Regions from separate parts of the Delphinus delphis genome. Here region 2 is linked to region 1. A link is a contact called in public Hi-C data. All regions are on one chromosome and are shown on one strand. Each heading gives the region's core, a stretch centred on a gene start, on an enhancer-like site or on the middle of the called end of the contact. The rest is flanking DNA. Distances are from core to core; before and after follow the strand shown.

Region 1 (5,015 bases), core at 1,336-3,835:
AGGGCAAGGCTGGGTCCTCCAATAGGCTCCCTGACCTAAGCTGCCTGGAAGAGGAAGTGTTGTAGGGTACCCATTGGGAAACCTGCTAGCAGCCCTCCTGCAGCCTGCACCCAGCATACCCCACAGTCATTGCTCCACTGTGAGTGAGCAACAGACCCCCACCCCCCAACCCAGGGCAAGGCCTCCCCAGAAGGGGAACTCCTCCCCCACCTCTCCATCCGCCTGCTACCCCCATCACTTACTTCCTCCTCTCCCTCCTCCTAGCCACATCAAGGCAGCAGCAGAGTCACATGCAAATATCCTGTCCTGGAACTGCCACCAGAGTCAGTGGGGCTCCTCCCCACCCCAGCCTGGTCCCCTCCCCGTGCCTCTGGGGGCCTGGGAAAGGAAGGAGGACTAAGTGAGGGTTCACACCTCCAGTGCTGTCCCACTTCATCCTCATAGCAATCCTTCCAGACCTGGCCCAATTTTATGAGAAAACCGAGGCCCTGAAATGAGGAGTCAATTGGTCCAAGATTACGAAGGCTGGAGGTCCCAGAGTCAGGACTTGAACCCAGCTCCCTAGGACCACAACCCAAGCTCTTCTCCCACCGCAAACATGCCTGGCATCAGGTGTCAACTGAATACATGCAATCCCAAATCACTCAGGGCCTCAGATCACTTGGGAAGCTGGCAAAGGCCTGGGGTCCAAGCTGTCAGCCAGCTCATGAAGTGATTCCAATGCACTCAATCTACAGACCAGGGTTCAAAACTCAGTGACAACTGGGATTTCCTTTAGTTTTCAGGTCCCACCCTCAACCATCCCACAAAAAGAGTTACTGAAGTTCAGAGAGAAGAGACTTGTCTAGAGCCACCCAGGTGAGAGGGACAGAGCCAGGTTGGAGTAAGGATTCTCCAGTGAAGGCATTGGTCTCAGTCTGGCCATAACCCCCTATGCCTCCTGAGGAAGCCTATCAGAAGGTGCCCACACTCTCTAGTTAGGCAAGGCAGTGTTCTCAGCAGGCCTGAGGCCTGAACTGGCTACAGCCCTAGAGAGGGAGGCCTGGCCAGGCTCTCCCCACCCCTCCTCCCTGGATGGCTGGATGACGAGGCAGAACAGAATCGGCAGATGCCCCCAGAGGCTGGGAGGAAGGCCTAGCCCCAGGACTCGATAATGGACAGGAGATAAGGAAGGCTCTGGGCACTGAGGACCCAGACTGCCATGCCCATTTCCAGGCAGCACTTCCCCAGGGTCAACATGCACTGGGCAGGCAGGGGGCACCAGATGCTGTGCCAGCTGGGGGTTCCTCTGGGTTTCCTACAGACTGCATTGGGGACATCCTGTGTCCTAGGCATGAGTCAACCAGTCTCATTGTGTGTCCTTGGGGCTAGTCACTGATCTAAGCCTCAGTTTCCCACCTGTAAAATAGGTCAGAAAGGCGAAGCAGATGTCTTTTTCAGCCTGAAACCCCAGCAAAGAGTCCTGACCTCCCTGCCCTAGAGTTCCAAAAAGAAGTGTCTTCTCTGCTGGTCCCTGGCACCCTGGACAGGACAGGGCACAGAGTAGGTGTTCAGTGATTATGTTACTGAGGTGAACAGTGGCAGGTGAGGGGCAGACTGACCGCAAGGCAATGAGGACCAAGTCTGGTCCCTATGCATCCCCAGGATCCTCATAGAGCAGGTGCCTGGTAATGTCTGAGGAGCTCAGCAACACTAGGTTCACAAGACAGGCTCCCTCTGCCAGGCCTTGCACTTAACAGTCCTACCAGCCTGGCATGCCTCCCTTCCTTCAAAACTCAGCTTCCAGTTTTTTCTGTGCCCATCTGCCCCACTACTCCCGAGGGCAAAAACTGTGACCCATTCACCTCTGTCCCCAGTGTCCTGAGGCACCGAGCAAGTGGCAGTCATGCTGGTAGCATATATGACCAGCAGTTTCCCCACCTCGCAAAGGCTGTGCTACGGCAGAGCCTCGGTTAATTTATTTTCCAAACCTTTTACCCTGCACCAACTTTGTGCCGGCCCAGGCTGGGCGCCGGAGTCTGGGCCCGGGCACGTGGGGTGTGGGCTGCCCCTTTCCCTTCCTGGGGCATCTTCTTACCTCTTACCTGGGAGAGGGCTCAGAGAGGCTCTCCCGGGGCTGGGGTCCCACCCTTCCCTCTTCCTTCCTCTCTCCTCCTCTCACTCCCTCACCACGACCCCACCTCCTCGCCGCGCGGGCGGCGGCCTGACCCACCCCTTGCTGGGCTCCAGCTCCCGGGGGGCAGGTGCGGAGAAAGAGGACCACAGGCCGGAAGGGCTCGTGTCTGCGCGAGGTGCGGGGCACGGAGCGAGCTGCCCTAGGGGATCGGGCGGCTGAGGCACCCGGTCGAGCTCTGAGGCCGCGCGCCCGCGTTCTCCTCACCCAACAGCCTCACCTTCCCGGGCCTTGAGTAGCACCGTGTTCGCTACGATGTTCTCGAGCTCCATGGGCTGCGGCGCCGCCGGGCCCGCCGGGCCGCGCCACCGGCCGGGATTGCGCGAGGGAGCCGGGGCCGGATGGCGATCGGCGCGGCTCGGCTCGGCTCGCAGTGACCGCGCCGCGGCCTCCCGGGCCTCCCCGGCCGCCGCCGCCCGCCGAGCACTCTGCGCCCCCTCCCGGGGGCCACCCCTGCGCCGGCACGCCCCGCCCCGGCCCGCCCACTGTTTACTTTACTCAGCCAATAACCGGGAGAGCGCTCGCCGCGCCGTCTTCCCATTAGACAGCCTCTTCATCATCCCCCGCCCCCAGAGCCAGGAATTCGTTCAAAGGAACGGGGGGCGGGACTTAAAACGTCACCTCTTTCTGGTTGGTCTGCGGTGGGGTTCAGCCTCTACGTTCGAATTTCTGGGCCTTCGTAGGATACCAAACTGCCAATTAGGGCCGAGCCCTCCGCTGGGACAAAAGAGGTGGGTCCTCTGGGTCACGCCCCGGATCTCTTGTATTTGATTGGATGAAAGAAGCGTCAGTCATTCTCAGCTTTGCACTCTGATTGGGCCATTAGATGTGGGTGTGGGCCAGGTCCTTTTGGCTCGCCTTGGCTTGTCCAGGGTTTGTAGGGGATGCGCTTGGTATCTTGGGCCTCTTGCAGGCCAGCCTCAAGCAAGTTCGGGCCGTGTATCCAGCCGTATTCCTTTGGGCCGGCCCATTCTGGAGGGCGCACATCGTTAGCAGGGAGAGGCCCACAGGAGGGTGCCGGCTTTCCGAGCTGCTCCCAGGCCTCCAGGCCGGCCACCGCGGGCGCCCCAGCCCCGCCCCACCCCGCCCCCACAGCCGGATGTTGTGATTTCTCTCCACCCACACGGCCTTGTCCGCCCTCGGCCTCTGCTGCCTTATAAGGCAGCGCTACCACCCCAAGACGTAGGGAATGAGCTCACACCCATTATATAGGTGGGGAACTGAGGTCCAGTGGAGGGCTGCGGGCCTAGGACTAGGGAGAAAACAACGCCGAAATTTTACAGCTAATCAACACCTTCTAGCTAAACATCCTACTCCCTCCACCCTCACTTCACACACCAGGAAACGGAGGCTTGCCCAAACTTGCGGGTAAGGCAGAGTCCTATTCAACTAGGCTTCTCTGATTCCTATCCATTCATTCATCCAAAAATACAGAGCATGCACTTTGTGCCAGGCACTGGGCCAGGTGCTAGGGAATACAGTGGTGCCAGCAAGATAGTCAATCTCTCTGCCTACCTGCTAGAAGGGGGATAAATATGGTAATCCTATGTGTAAACAAATAAATGGTATGGTCTGAGGGAGTGACAAGTGCTATTAAGACATTAAGACAAAATAGGGGAAATGGTCTCAGGGTGTGACATTTGAGCAGATCCAACCACACAAAGATCTAGGGGAACAGTGTCAAGCAGAGGCAACAGCAAGTGCAAAGCTTTGAGCCTAGAGTAAGTTTGGTATGTTCAAGGAACAGGAAGAAGGCCTGTGTAGCTTCAGGGCCCAAAGTCTGAGATGAGTTGAAGGAGCAGGGATTCTAGGTAGATCCTGAAAGGCTTTGTAAACCATGGAGAGGAGTTTGTTTGTTTTTCTTAAATGAAATGTGGAGCCTTTGAAAGGATGATTTATACTTTTATTTATTTTATTTTTAGGCCATGTGGCATGTGGGATCTTAGTTCCTGACCAGGGATTGAACCCACACCCCCTGCATTGGGAGCACGGAGTCTTAACCACTGGACCGCCAGGGAAGTTCCTGACTTATACTTTTAAAAGATCACTCTAGCTAGTAGACTTTCAGGGGGCCAAGAGTGGAAGCAGAGTGAGCAGTTGGGAGCCTACTGAATTCCAGGAGCGAGAGGATGGTTGCTTGGACTGAGAAGGTGGCAGTGGACATGGAGAAAAGTGCATGGATCTAGGATACTTTGGGGAATAAAGAAAAGTACTTTGAAGGAAGGAAACCCAGTGGTCAGTAGGACAAAGGGCAGGTACCTCACCCAGTGAAGGGTGTTGTGTCTAAGTGAGATCTGAGAGTTAAGTGAGAATGTGCAGGTTTCAGAGGTAACTGGAGTGGGAGGGAAAGAGCCTCTGGCTAGAGGGCTAGCACATGTTCAGAGTTCTGTAGAGGAAGGTGGTTAAGGGCTCATGCATTTGGCACCTGAGGGCAGAGCATTGAACTAGACTTTCAGGTACACATTGTGGTGTGCATGGGGAGGCCTTGAAGAGGCCTGGATCAGGGAGGTCCTTGGAAGCTAGGTAAGGAGTCTGGACTTCATTTTGAGAGTAGTGGGGAGCTGTCCAGGGTGTGCTAAACCAGGGAGCAGTTTGATCATATTTGCTGACTCAGCCACACTGTGCTAGGGGTGAGGTGAAGGGTGGGGAGAGAGGGGCCTAGGCTGACTTGTAAACACCGATTGTTTTGACGCCCAGCATCTGAACACCCCTCCCCTTTGGGAGGAAACCTATAAAATGCAGAGGCAGGCCCTGCTTTCCACTAGGGAAATCAGAGAGGAGGCAGAATTTCCTCTCTAAGGTCCCTGGTACCTGGAGCGTTTCCAATGTTTGCAAGCACGTC
Region 2 (5,015 bases), core at 765-3,264, 280 kb after region 1:
AGGTCTGATCCATCCTGGGCCAGCATCAACCTGGAATCCAAAAACACAGCAATTAATCTGAGTTAATAGGCCATTTGGCTCTTATCTTCAAAATGGCAGCCACTTCAAGAGGCCTAGTGGCCTCGAAGCCTAGTTCTACTGCACTTCCATGGGCGGAAAAAGTTCCCCAGCTGACGATGGAAAAATGGCCTCGGAGAGACTCCGCAAACTCCATCTTCCCGGAGATAGGCAGATCTTGCCACATGGAAACAGCCGTCCCTTTTTTCTGCACTGCAGACTGGTGGACAGTTGGGCTGATCTAAAATTAAAATCCCTTTGGCAGTAGAAATTTCCAAATCTCAAACAGCAATAGTCCTTCCATTCCCCCGCTGGGGGTCCTGTGGCCGGATCTCCCGAAGGGAGGGGGCTGTAGGGTTCGAGGGGGGCTCCGGGACGCTGCACAAAAAGGTTATCCCCCCATCCTTTCTGGCTCGCTCGGGCGCAGCGGTCACAATAGCGCTGCACCCTGCGCCCCAGCCGGCGCCGGAGCCTTTGCAGCGGCCGTGCTCTGGCCGCAGGCGAGTCGGCCGAAGCGGGTGCACCCCGAAGCTCGCCTTTCTGACTGCAGGCCTGCTCGGTCCACGGCTGCAGGGCCCAGAGGCTGGAACGCGGCAGGGGGAGAAACGGAGGCAGCCAGTGAAGCCGAGTCAGGGCAGCAGCAGCTGCTACAGCTTGACAAACATGGCTGCTGCCGACGCCGCCGCCGCCTGCCCGGGCCGCGCTCCTTCCCGCAGCGCCGGCAGCACCTCCTGGCCGAGCCGATCTCACTCATCAATATTCAGCAACAAGCAAAGTTTGCTGCAGGAGGGCAGCCGGCCCCGTGCCCCCCAGCCGGCTACCTGAAGGGAGGCGGAGGCCGAGGTGCGCGCGGGAGGCCGGCGGGGCACTGGCCGCGCGGGGAGGAAGTTCGCGGCGTCCCGGCCGGCTAGGCCTGAGCCCGGCTGGTAGTGATGGAGGGGGAGGGGGCCTGCGGCTGCAACGCCGCCGGCCACCAACCCTGTGCCGCGCCCGGCCCTCCCCCGCGCCCCTCACCTCACGGCCACCACCATCTTCCCCGCCCGCCCGCCTCCCCCCTCCGCTCGCTCCTGCCCGCCGCCCACCCCAGCGCACTAGTTACCGTGCCCCGTGCCCCCTCCCGGGCCGGCTGGGGGGAGGGGGTGACCCTCATTACACTGGGGCGCGAGCGGAGCGGTGGGGAGAGCGCGGAGCCGCTCACCGCACCCCCCTCCCCCCGCGTCTCTCTTCAGGGTAGAAGGCAGCGAATGCGACCTGCCCCGGCCTATTCCGCCGCCGCCTCCTCCTCCTCACACCCCCACCGCGCGCGCCCCCGCGGCGGCGCGAGCGACCGAGCGCCTCGCGCCGGCCCGCGTGCGGCTGGGGCCCCGAGTGCGCGCGCACCCCTTCCCCCAAGGCGCGCGCTCCTTTGCCTCACTCTTCGGGGTTCAGGGCGGGTGAAGTCGGGCTCGCGAGCGCGCCGCCCAATCAGCGGAGCCGCCGCTGCCGCCCCCTCTCCTCCCCCTGCGCGCCAGCTCGCGGCCCGGGCCTACGGGCCGGCCCGGCTGCCCGGGCGGGGCCTGAGGCGGGCTCCCCAGGGGCCTCGCGCGCCTCACCGGAGTGTCGGGGCCTGCGGGCGTCGTGGGTGGCACTCCGATCCCCTCACCTACCTCAGGGAGCTGCGCCGGCCCCGGGCTGCACACGGTTCCAGCACCCTACCGGTCTCGAGCCCCAGCCCCGGCGGCACCTGGCCGGGCTGAGGCCTGTCCGACCGCCCCGCCAGCCCCGCTCGGGCCCGCGTCAGTCCCGGCCTCCATCTTAGGTTACAGCCCTGGTTCCCCATCCACTGGGCACCTGCCCTCAGCCCGCTCCGCTCGGCCCGAGGCCAAGGCAACCCCCCTCCTACCGCGGGGCTCACCTGGGGGCTGGGGCTGGGGTCTTCGAGGCCTCAAACCCCGAGCAGGCGCGGCCGCAGGTGAACCCCCTGCCCGGCCGCACCCCAAGCCCACACCACCACCACTACAGACCAAGCTGAGCAGGAAACAAAATGGAGGCAGCAGCTCGGGTCTGCCTCCCCGAGCCAAGCCTGTACAGCCCCAGGGCTCCCTTCTGCCGCAGGCCCGACGCCCGCGAGGCAGGGGGCTGGCTCGTCCAGGCACCAAAGGCAGCCACCCTAGAGCAGCGCAGACAGGCCGGGGACTCGGCCCTGCGGTCCCCACAGCCCCTCACCCACCACCCCTTCCCTTCCCCCTCCCCCCCATTCCTCTCCCTCCCCCTGCCCGGCCGTGCGGGGTGAGCGGCTCCCGGGAGCTGGGTCGGGTCGGGTTACCGGCCCGGGCACTGCCCGCCCAGCCGTGGCCTCGGCAGGGGGGATGAGGCCGGGCGACCCCCGCGCTGAGCCCACCGCCCCCCCCCCCGCACCCGAGCCGGGCAGCAGTCTGACAGCGCGCCCGCACCTCGGCCTGCCGCGGTGCGGCCCCCGCCCAGTGAGATCGAGTCCCCAGCCCGGGCACCGCGGGGACGAAGCTCCCTCACCACCCCCGGGCCCAGGGGTCCTCGCAGCCTCGGGCGGGGCGAGGGGAGTGCTGGGGGAGGGGTCCACTAATCAATCCCTGCACCGCCTCCCGCGCCTAGTCCGGGTCTGGGCCTGGCACTGGGACTTGGGCCGGGGGCGCGGGCGGGCGTCAGTAGATGAGTGCGCGCGGGGCAGTGGACGCGAGCTGGGGGCCCGGAGGGGTCGCGCTTCGCACCGCGGACGCTGCAGTTCTCTGCACCCAGGCAGATGGCCCTCTCGTGCCACCTCCGCCCGGCGCAGGCCGCCTGCTCAGCAACCCTGCTCCCCGGGGAGCGCGCGCCTCACCCCCGCGGGCTGAGCATCGGGACCCCGGCGGAACAGCGCTGGGAGGGCGGACCGCCGGGCTGGCCCCGCCAAGCCTGCTGGCCTAATCCCTGGCCTGGGGCGCTCTGCTCTCGGGCGCCAGGCACCTCGAGGCCTGCACCCAGTGCCCGGGGCCCCGTAGCACCGGCCTAGCGCGGCTGCAGCGCGTCCAATCACAAAAGACAACGTGAAGGCAAGCGGGGGAACGCAAACAACCTGACCCCGCGACGCCGACCCCCCCAGGTCCTTCCCCTAACCCGATCCAACTCCGACCCCCGCCCCAGGCTTGCTCCCCGACAAAAAGCTCACCTCGGGACCTATCTGGTCCCTAGAGTGCTAAACTCATCCTCGCTATTCAGAGAAAACCACAATCGACCGCCATAAAAATTCCGCCTCCTCCAGAAAGCCTTCTGTGATTAGAGTTAACTCCATCTCAAAGCTGAGGGCGGCGCCCTCGAGAGCCACGTGACTACCATTCCTCCCAGGGCTTAGTAAATGTGCATAATTATTGCCCCAGTGGAGTGTTTACCCGCCATCCTTCTATCTGTTAACCGTGAGACCACCTGGGAGAAAGGCCACTTTTGGCGTTGCTCTGCGCGGTTTTGGCTTTGGCGCGGAGCTCTCTAAATTTCATCCTTCGGCCTTCTCCAACCTTCACCCCAAAACTGGCCCCAGTTGGCTTGGAGCTCAGGATACCCTTAGCCTCCTGTCCTCCAAGGCCCACAGACCAGCCAAGGAGATACACAACAGGTCCTTACCACACCTAAGTGCTGGGATGCAGTTCCTGCCAAGAGAGCAGCAGGCTGTCTTGAAGGAAGGCGGCCCCTGGAACCAGAGTGATGAGGGGAGCACTGTGACCCCAGAGGGCCTCCTTCTGTTGAAGAGATGAGGTACCCTGACTGTTCCCAGGTGCGAAATCAAGTTGACAGTGTTCTCTGTGCTAGGACCAGCCAGAGAAGAGCTGGGTCTACACCCCAGGGTACTGCCCTACAGGGACCTGCCCTTTGTTCTACTAAGGAGTGACTCCTGCTAATCCCTTCTAGGCAGTTCAGTGGGGGAGCTCTGACTGGTTCCTTCTTCACACCTAATAATTTGAGCCAATCATTTCTGACTGACAGTTACCCCCTGCCAGTTGCCCCAATTCATTAAGTTTACTCTCAACACTTTACTTTCCCACGACCATCCTGAGGGCCTGTGAGCTGCCACTGTATGGCCTTGAGCCAGTCGATTAACAGCCCCAGGCCTCAGTTTCCTCACCTATGGCTTCCAATGCACAGGGTGGCTGTGAGGATCCTGCAAGGTGAAAGTAAGTGTTAGGGGCCTATACAGACTAAGCACTTGATGAATGCTGAAATGTGTTTCACCGCTTCATTCAGTAACCATTTCCTGCATTCCAGGCAGTATTGCTGGGTGCTGGGTAAACAAAGGATGAGATGCCTGCCTTAGGAAGCCCCAGGCCTTAGGAAGAAACAGTTAAATAAAGGTGCTAAGGTGTGAAGAGGGGCCGGGACAGTGGTTCCCCCCAGGGCTGACCTCTACACATCCCTGCCATATAGGAACCCTGCTCTCCAACCTCCCAGGCCCCACGGAATAGGAGTAGGGGCTAAAGGGGGACAGGCAGCTGGGGATGAACAGCTTACTGATGGTCTCGGGGAAAAGACTGGAATCCCAGAGAAAATCTCTTGGACTTTCCTGGAATGACTCAAGTGTCCCTTCCTGCCTCTTAGAGTGGAATATGGCTGCAGAGGTCTCATTCACAGCAGCCCCTACTGGAGCCTCCCCAATCCAGCAGGCACTGGCCAAGCACCTCATGTGTGCCAGATCTGGGCTGAGGGAACCCACAGGACCTAATATTCTCACAAGGACACTGGCTTCTGAAGTGGGGGAAGAAGGCATAGGGCTGGCTGTGGCTGGCCTTCCTTGTCTCAGCACAGGGAAATTTTCTGGGCCTGCGCCTCCCATCCTTAAGACAGAGATTAGCATCAATAATACTCTCTGAGTCTATGCTGTGTACTGGACACCATGCTGGGCACTTGCACTTGACACACATGAGTTCCTTTAACCCTTTAGCAGCCCTGTGAAGAAATGAGGTCCAAAAGATTAA

Evidence for each region. Hi-C and Micro-C count contacts between places; a contact is called where the count stands out from the background.
Region 2: a contact with region 1 is called in a Hi-C map of muscle, with 3 times the contacts expected there. The contact joins the promoter of NSD1 here to the promoter of GRK6 in region 1. A contact is called at or near these places in 2 of 3 Hi-C or Micro-C datasets (lung and muscle).

What each region holds. Positions count from the first base shown.
Region 1 is chr3:20,590,012-20,595,026 of mDelDel1.2, forward strand. It overlaps GRK6 (G protein-coupled receptor kinase 6), which reads right to left and starts at 2,586. Exons shown (of 17, transcript XM_060008294.1): 1 at 2,394-2,586. The coding sequence starts at 2,445.
Region 2 is chr3:20,873,393-20,878,407 of mDelDel1.2, forward strand. NSD1 (nuclear receptor binding SET domain protein 1) reads right to left here and starts at 2,015. Exons shown (of 23, transcript XM_060008300.2): 1 at 1,952-2,015; 2 at 1-30. The coding sequence starts at 13.